Linked DNA regions of Mus musculus: region 2 is linked to region 1. Evidence: chromatin contacts called from public HiChIP or PLAC-seq data. All regions are on one chromosome and are shown on one strand. The core of a region is the stretch at or near the end of the contact, and the rest is flanking DNA. Distances in the headings are between cores, read along the strand shown. Region 1 overlaps Acan (aggrecan). Region 2 has its middle 36 kb from the start of Gm39040.

Region 1 (2,700 bases), core at 200-2,699:
CTCCTCTTCCTCCCCCCCTCCTCTTCCTCCCCCTCCTCCCCCTCCTCTTCCTCCCCCTCCTCCTCTTCCTCCTCTTCCTCCTCTTCCTCCCCCTCCTCCTCCTCTTCCTTCTCCTCCTCCTCCTCTCCCTCCCCTCCTCCTCCTCCTCTTCCTCCCCCTCCTCCTCTCCCTTTCCCTCCTCCTCCTTCTCCTCTTCCTCCCCCTCCTCCTCCTCTTCCTCCTCCTCCTCTTCCTCCTCCTCCTCTTCCTTTTTCCTTTTCCCTGTTTCCTGTTTCTCTAGCTTTTGGAAGGGCAGTGGTGTTGCTTTTGAATGAAAACAGTTTTTTCTTTATGAAAAGTCACCTGGCCTGATCCTCCTGTCAGGTAGGAAGCCTCCCCTCCCACATCTATTTCCATCGTCCCCAATTCACGGGTTCTAAGTGTTTCACACAGGCTGGTGGGAGAGAGTGGCACTGGTGGGTCCCTGCTGATGCTACAGCCTGTGTGTGTACAGTGCCAAAGGCACAGTGCCCAGCCCAGATGAGAAGAACTGACTGGCAAGACATCTCACTCCATCTGTGAAACAGCAAGAACAGGTCTTGTGTTAATAGGCAGTAAGTGACCCGGCAGGGCCAGGACCTGGGTCTGAGTCTTGACAGAGCTGCTAAAAAAGGAATTCAGAATGAGAGAATGAGCTACACTTTCAATGATGTGATCTGATGAAGTCCCTGCCTCCAACTATGGACCATATTCACACGTATGCACACAAACACACAGGCACATACATACAGAGACATACACACAAAGACAGACTGACACACATGCACATGCGTGCATGCAGTCACACATCACAGAGAGAGACAGAAACACACAGACACACACACACAGAGACAGAGAGAGAGACAGAGACAGAGACAGAGACAGAGATATGAAAAGCAGGAACCTGCAGCTTTTCCTGGTCAAGCTTCTAACAATTGATCAATCCCTGGCACACAAGGATCCTTGAGGCTTTCTGCTGGGCCATCCCCGTGCTTCTGAGCTCCCACTGCTGTCCATCTCAGGCCTTCCTCTCATCTCCCCATCCTCAACACCCTTCATGTACCATCCCTTCCCACGGCCTCGCTTTCCTTCCCATTGAGAAAGGTCTCTCTGTCCACGAGTGAGCGTGGGCTGGCAAAGTCAGTATCCTCACATAAAAGCCTCACTGAGTCTCTGAGAGGCTTGGAACCCAGACAGAATGGAATTGCTCCCTATTTTTCTTTACAACTGAGAAAACACACACAAACACAAGAGCATATTTATTGCGATAATTCTATCCCAAAGTTTTTAAGAAGAAGAAATAAAATTAGTCTTGCTGCCTACTCCGCACCAGCCCCCTCCCTTTCATTCCTTCACATTTCCTGGTCTAAGCCAGGGAGAAAAACAGAGCCAGCCCAAACCCCACAGAGCACCATTGCATCCCAGACAATGTCCAGCTTGTTCAGAGAGCGAGGGAAGAAACACAACTCCGAAACATACACAAGACTTCCAAGTGAAGGGTGTTCTGAGGGAGGAACAGGCTAGCTTTGTGTCTGGGTCTTGGGTAAAGGTCCCTCTGCAAACACACCTCAGGCTGATCTTCCTTGACCCTCCAGGAAACCATTTCCTAGCCCTGACTGGTTCACTGATCTTGAACAAGAACCCCTCTCCAACTCTGTGTCTCCTCAAAGTGCCAGACCTGGGGCCCCAGAAATTTATTTTTTTAAGTTAGTATCTAAGTCATAAAATCCCTAAGGAGAAGCAAGGGGCCATTTCTCAGAACTGTGGAACTTTCCAGACTTCCTACAGCACAAGGGGTCATGTGCCTCTATGCCCTCAGCCGCACAGACAGGCCTTTCATTTCTCAGGCCTGGGTCGAGGACTGATGGTCAAAAATGCCAAGCTCCAGAGACAGGAAAGGGTCCCCTTGTCCTGGGCCCAGACTGTTCCTCCCCAGGAACCCCTGGATGGAAATGTCAGTGTCTCCCCTCCCCACAATCTTGATGCTCCTACGGGTGCTGCGCCCTGATCCCTGCGCTGGCCCAGCCTATGGTGACTAAACAGAGAGCGACACCTGCTGGACGGTTGGACTCCAACAGAGCTGAGGCTGGGATCTGGAGGCCAGGGGGAAGGGTGCTGTCTCCATGAAGGATGCTCTCTGTGGCTGCAGATCCCATCTGTCCTCTACCACTGCCCCATCCCCAAGGCTTCCTTTATTATTCTTAGACCAAAAGTAAATGCTGTTGCTGCTGCTGCTGCTGCTGCTGCTGCATGTGGGGCATGGTGTCACACAGTGCAGGTCTCAGAAGGTGTGTGAGTGGCATGGTTGTGTACCCTCCAGGGCAGTGGTACCATGAGGTCCAGATTGTTTCCACATACAGCTGGCTGAAGGCCACTGCTCCAGATGATGGCTTGATAAATTCAGTTATGCTTGCTGGCTGGAGTTGGGGATCCCTACTGTTCAAGGGAGAGCTTTAAGTGGTGGTTGCAACAGATCTGTCATTACCAAGCCTCATGTACTATATACATAATTATGTTCCCCATACTTTCATATGATTGGCATGCAGTCGATTGGTTTGCACATGTGTGCTCCACTACTGACCAATCATTTCATTTCAGCAGAAGATATGCCCTTGCATGACTCTGTGTGTGTGTGCGGGGGAGGGGGGGGAGAGGGAGAGAATAAAGTCAATACAAGTGGAG
Region 2 (2,700 bases), core at 21-2,520, 130 kb after region 1:
ATGGGGGGAGCCAGGAATGAGGGTGGGATGTCTATCCATTGCCTCAGGTTCCGGAGTGCTGCCCACCGTTTCTTAACCCAGATCTTGAAGAAGGCTGCAATCCAGGGACCATCTCAAACCTGGCTGTCTTCACCTCTCTACTGGTTTTCCCTCTGCCCAACATGCAATGTAATCACATGACTCAGACACCCCTACATTTTCAAGTCCAGACTCTCTCCCTCCAAAGTAAAGATTTATGGAGTGTGGTGGCACAGACTTGTGGTTGAACAAGGAAGTGGAAGTCAGACTGATGTATGAAGGGTTTACCAATAAACTTGCTTATATTAAGTTACATGTAAGTAAAACTTAGCCAAAGGATTTTTGCCTCCACAGGAAAGTTTCATAGATGGTGTTGGCTTCTATTGGTCCTTTAAATCCTGTGCCTTTTATTCAGAAGAGTGTAATTCTGCCAGGCAGGCAGAATGACATTGGTTCATGGCTGCCCCTAAAAAAAACTCAGCTTGTTTCAGATAACTTTGACAATGCCTTACTTAAATCTCCCATATGTCTAAAGTGTCCAAACTTGCAATTTCCTGACTCTGTAAAATGTGTTTAATTGCCCAAACTGTAAAAGTGTTTAATTGCCCAAAGTATGAGGCTGTGAGCCCAAAGGCAACTCATTTGTATAAGCCATAAGGGATCCAGGTTCAGGGTCCAGTTTCTCTTTGGGTATTAGCCAGAGCCAGACTTGCACTGCTATTAAAGAGGGTTTTTTTTTTTTCCTTATTATTCCCTGTGTAATTGGAGTAAATTCTCACTGGAGGGGATTAATTTACCATCACATAATCCCACCTTAAGAGGCTGAGGCAGGAGGACTGAAAATGCAAGACTGGTTTGGACTACAAAATGAGACTTCATCTCAAAACAGTAGAGTGTCGTCGTCCGTCCCGTCCCCCCCCCGCCGCCCCTCTCCCCTATCTTCAAGGTGTTGGCACTAAGCCCTAGTTCTGTGACCCGTTTGTGTGACCTTGTCACATTATGTAAACAGCATTGTGGAGTGGTGGGTGTGGGTAAGTCCAAGGTTCCAACACAAATGTTGGGGGCTGGGGGGGTGCTTGGTAAAAGGAGAGGTATGTGACAAATTAGGAGGGACAGTTGCTTAAGCCTGGGGAATTTCAAGTCGCAGCCTGACTTGGCATGCTCCTCATCTGCCTATGCTTTACACACCCGGTGCCTTTTGCCCTATCAGAAGTCTGCATCTCCCCAGGGAGCTCAGAGGGCTTTGTCGGGTGCCTGTCTGCACCGTGCCTGGGGCTGTGTAGGCACGTCCACATCAGCACATTCTTTGCCTCAGACCCTACCCCACTTTCCAAACTCTCCAGAAGTCTTGCCACACCCCACCCCACCCCCCAGGACATGAATCACAATGAAGACAGCAATGTCTGATAGTACACAAAGCAGTGAATGTCCTCTCTGAGAGCAGGATCTGTGTTCCTGAAAAAGCCAGTCAGATGTCCCCTCTCACAAAAATGCTCCAGAGAAGACTAATACATTGTATGCTTGAAAACATCTGGGAGATTCTGCTGACCCACGCCTGAACTTCCTCGTTCTTCCCTTTCCCACACACATCTCTCTGGTAACCTGAAAAGCTGGGACAACACAAGAGATGGGCATCGTTTCTGTTTGGGTTTCGGTTTTAAGGTAGTTTCCTAAGTTGGACATAAAAATGCTTAGTAAAATAAACTTCAGCCTCAACAAAGATCAATATTTAAAAATACAGGAGTCACTGGGCATGGTGGGATGTGCTGTTAGTACCAGCATTCAAGAGGCAGAGGCAGGTGGACCTCTGCGAGTTCAAGCCCAGCCGGGTCTACATAGGAAGTTCCAGGCCAGCCAGAGCTATCTAGAACAAACAAAATCAAAAGAAGGATGTGGAGAGGAGCATTTTGAGAGTCAACTGGACATTGACTGCCAATTACATTGCCATGAGCACAGGGATGCTGGACAAGTGGCTCATGCTCTTTAGGAAACTGATACCTGAGAAGCAAATGAGCAAAGGCAGCCCTAATACTCTAGCCAACACCCAGCAAGGACACGCATGATGTCATTGGAGCAGCCATGAGCTAGGAGTCACAGGTGAGTTGCTGGGCTCACGGACCTTGAAGTTCTCTAGTTGTTAGATCCAAGACAAGTGGCTGGTGCTTTCTGTGCCTCGGTGTGTCCTCTTCTACTTTCCTTTCCTTCCTGTTCCTGCCTCTCCCTTCTTGCCCTTACCTTCCCTGATTTTCTTTGGAGCTGGGGATTAGATGTTCTTTGCATCTTTAGGATTCCCTTTACCCCTGGGTGATACCCTACCCCCTCCAGCATTTTCCTAATAGCTCTACCTCTGTAGGTGTCTTTCTTAGGATTAAAAGAGTTCTTAGCTAAGGATAAACCTTAAAGGGCAGAGTGTCTGCCTACTATGCACAAGACCAAAGATTCATTTCTCAATACCATGCAAAGAGCAGGGCAAGTAAGTAAATAAAATCACAGCATTCAAGAGGCAAGAAGATCAGCAGTTCAAAGTCAGCCTCAGCTCATATCAAGTTCCAGACCAGCCTGGGATAACAAAAACAAAAACAAAAACAAAGGAGTTTGGGCAGGTTAGTAAGGTTTCTTAAGATCTATTTATTTGTTTGATGTATATTTATGTTTATAAGCATATTTATGCATATGAGTATG

The links. HiChIP or PLAC-seq counts read pairs in DNA pulled down with a chosen protein or histone mark.
Region 2: a contact with region 1 is called in an HNF4G HiChIP or PLAC-seq map of pancreatic cancer cells. The contact joins two enhancer-like sites. A contact is called at or near these places in 1 of 484 Hi-C or Micro-C datasets (embryonic stem cells) and 2 of 115 datasets of contacts at active chromatin or transcription factors (embryonic stem cells and pancreatic cancer cells).

What each region holds. Positions count from the first base shown.
Region 1 is chr7:79,078,907-79,081,606 of GRCm38.p6, forward strand. All of the region lies in intron 1 of Acan (aggrecan), which reads left to right. Among named protein-coding and RNA genes, the nearest start is that of Gm26633, 27 kb to the left of the region's middle. Within about 2 kb of position 1,450, at least 14 of the 459 cell types and tissues checked have an H3K27ac peak or open chromatin away from gene starts, as enhancers often do. A contact at or near this core is called in pancreatic cancer cells, where this site is marked.
Region 2 is chr7:79,210,346-79,213,045 of GRCm38.p6, forward strand. No RefSeq gene overlaps it. Among named protein-coding and RNA genes, the nearest start is that of Gm39040, 36 kb to the right of the region's middle. Within about 2 kb of position 1,271, at least 55 of the 459 cell types and tissues checked have an H3K27ac peak or open chromatin away from gene starts, as enhancers often do. A contact at or near this core is called in pancreatic cancer cells, where this site is marked.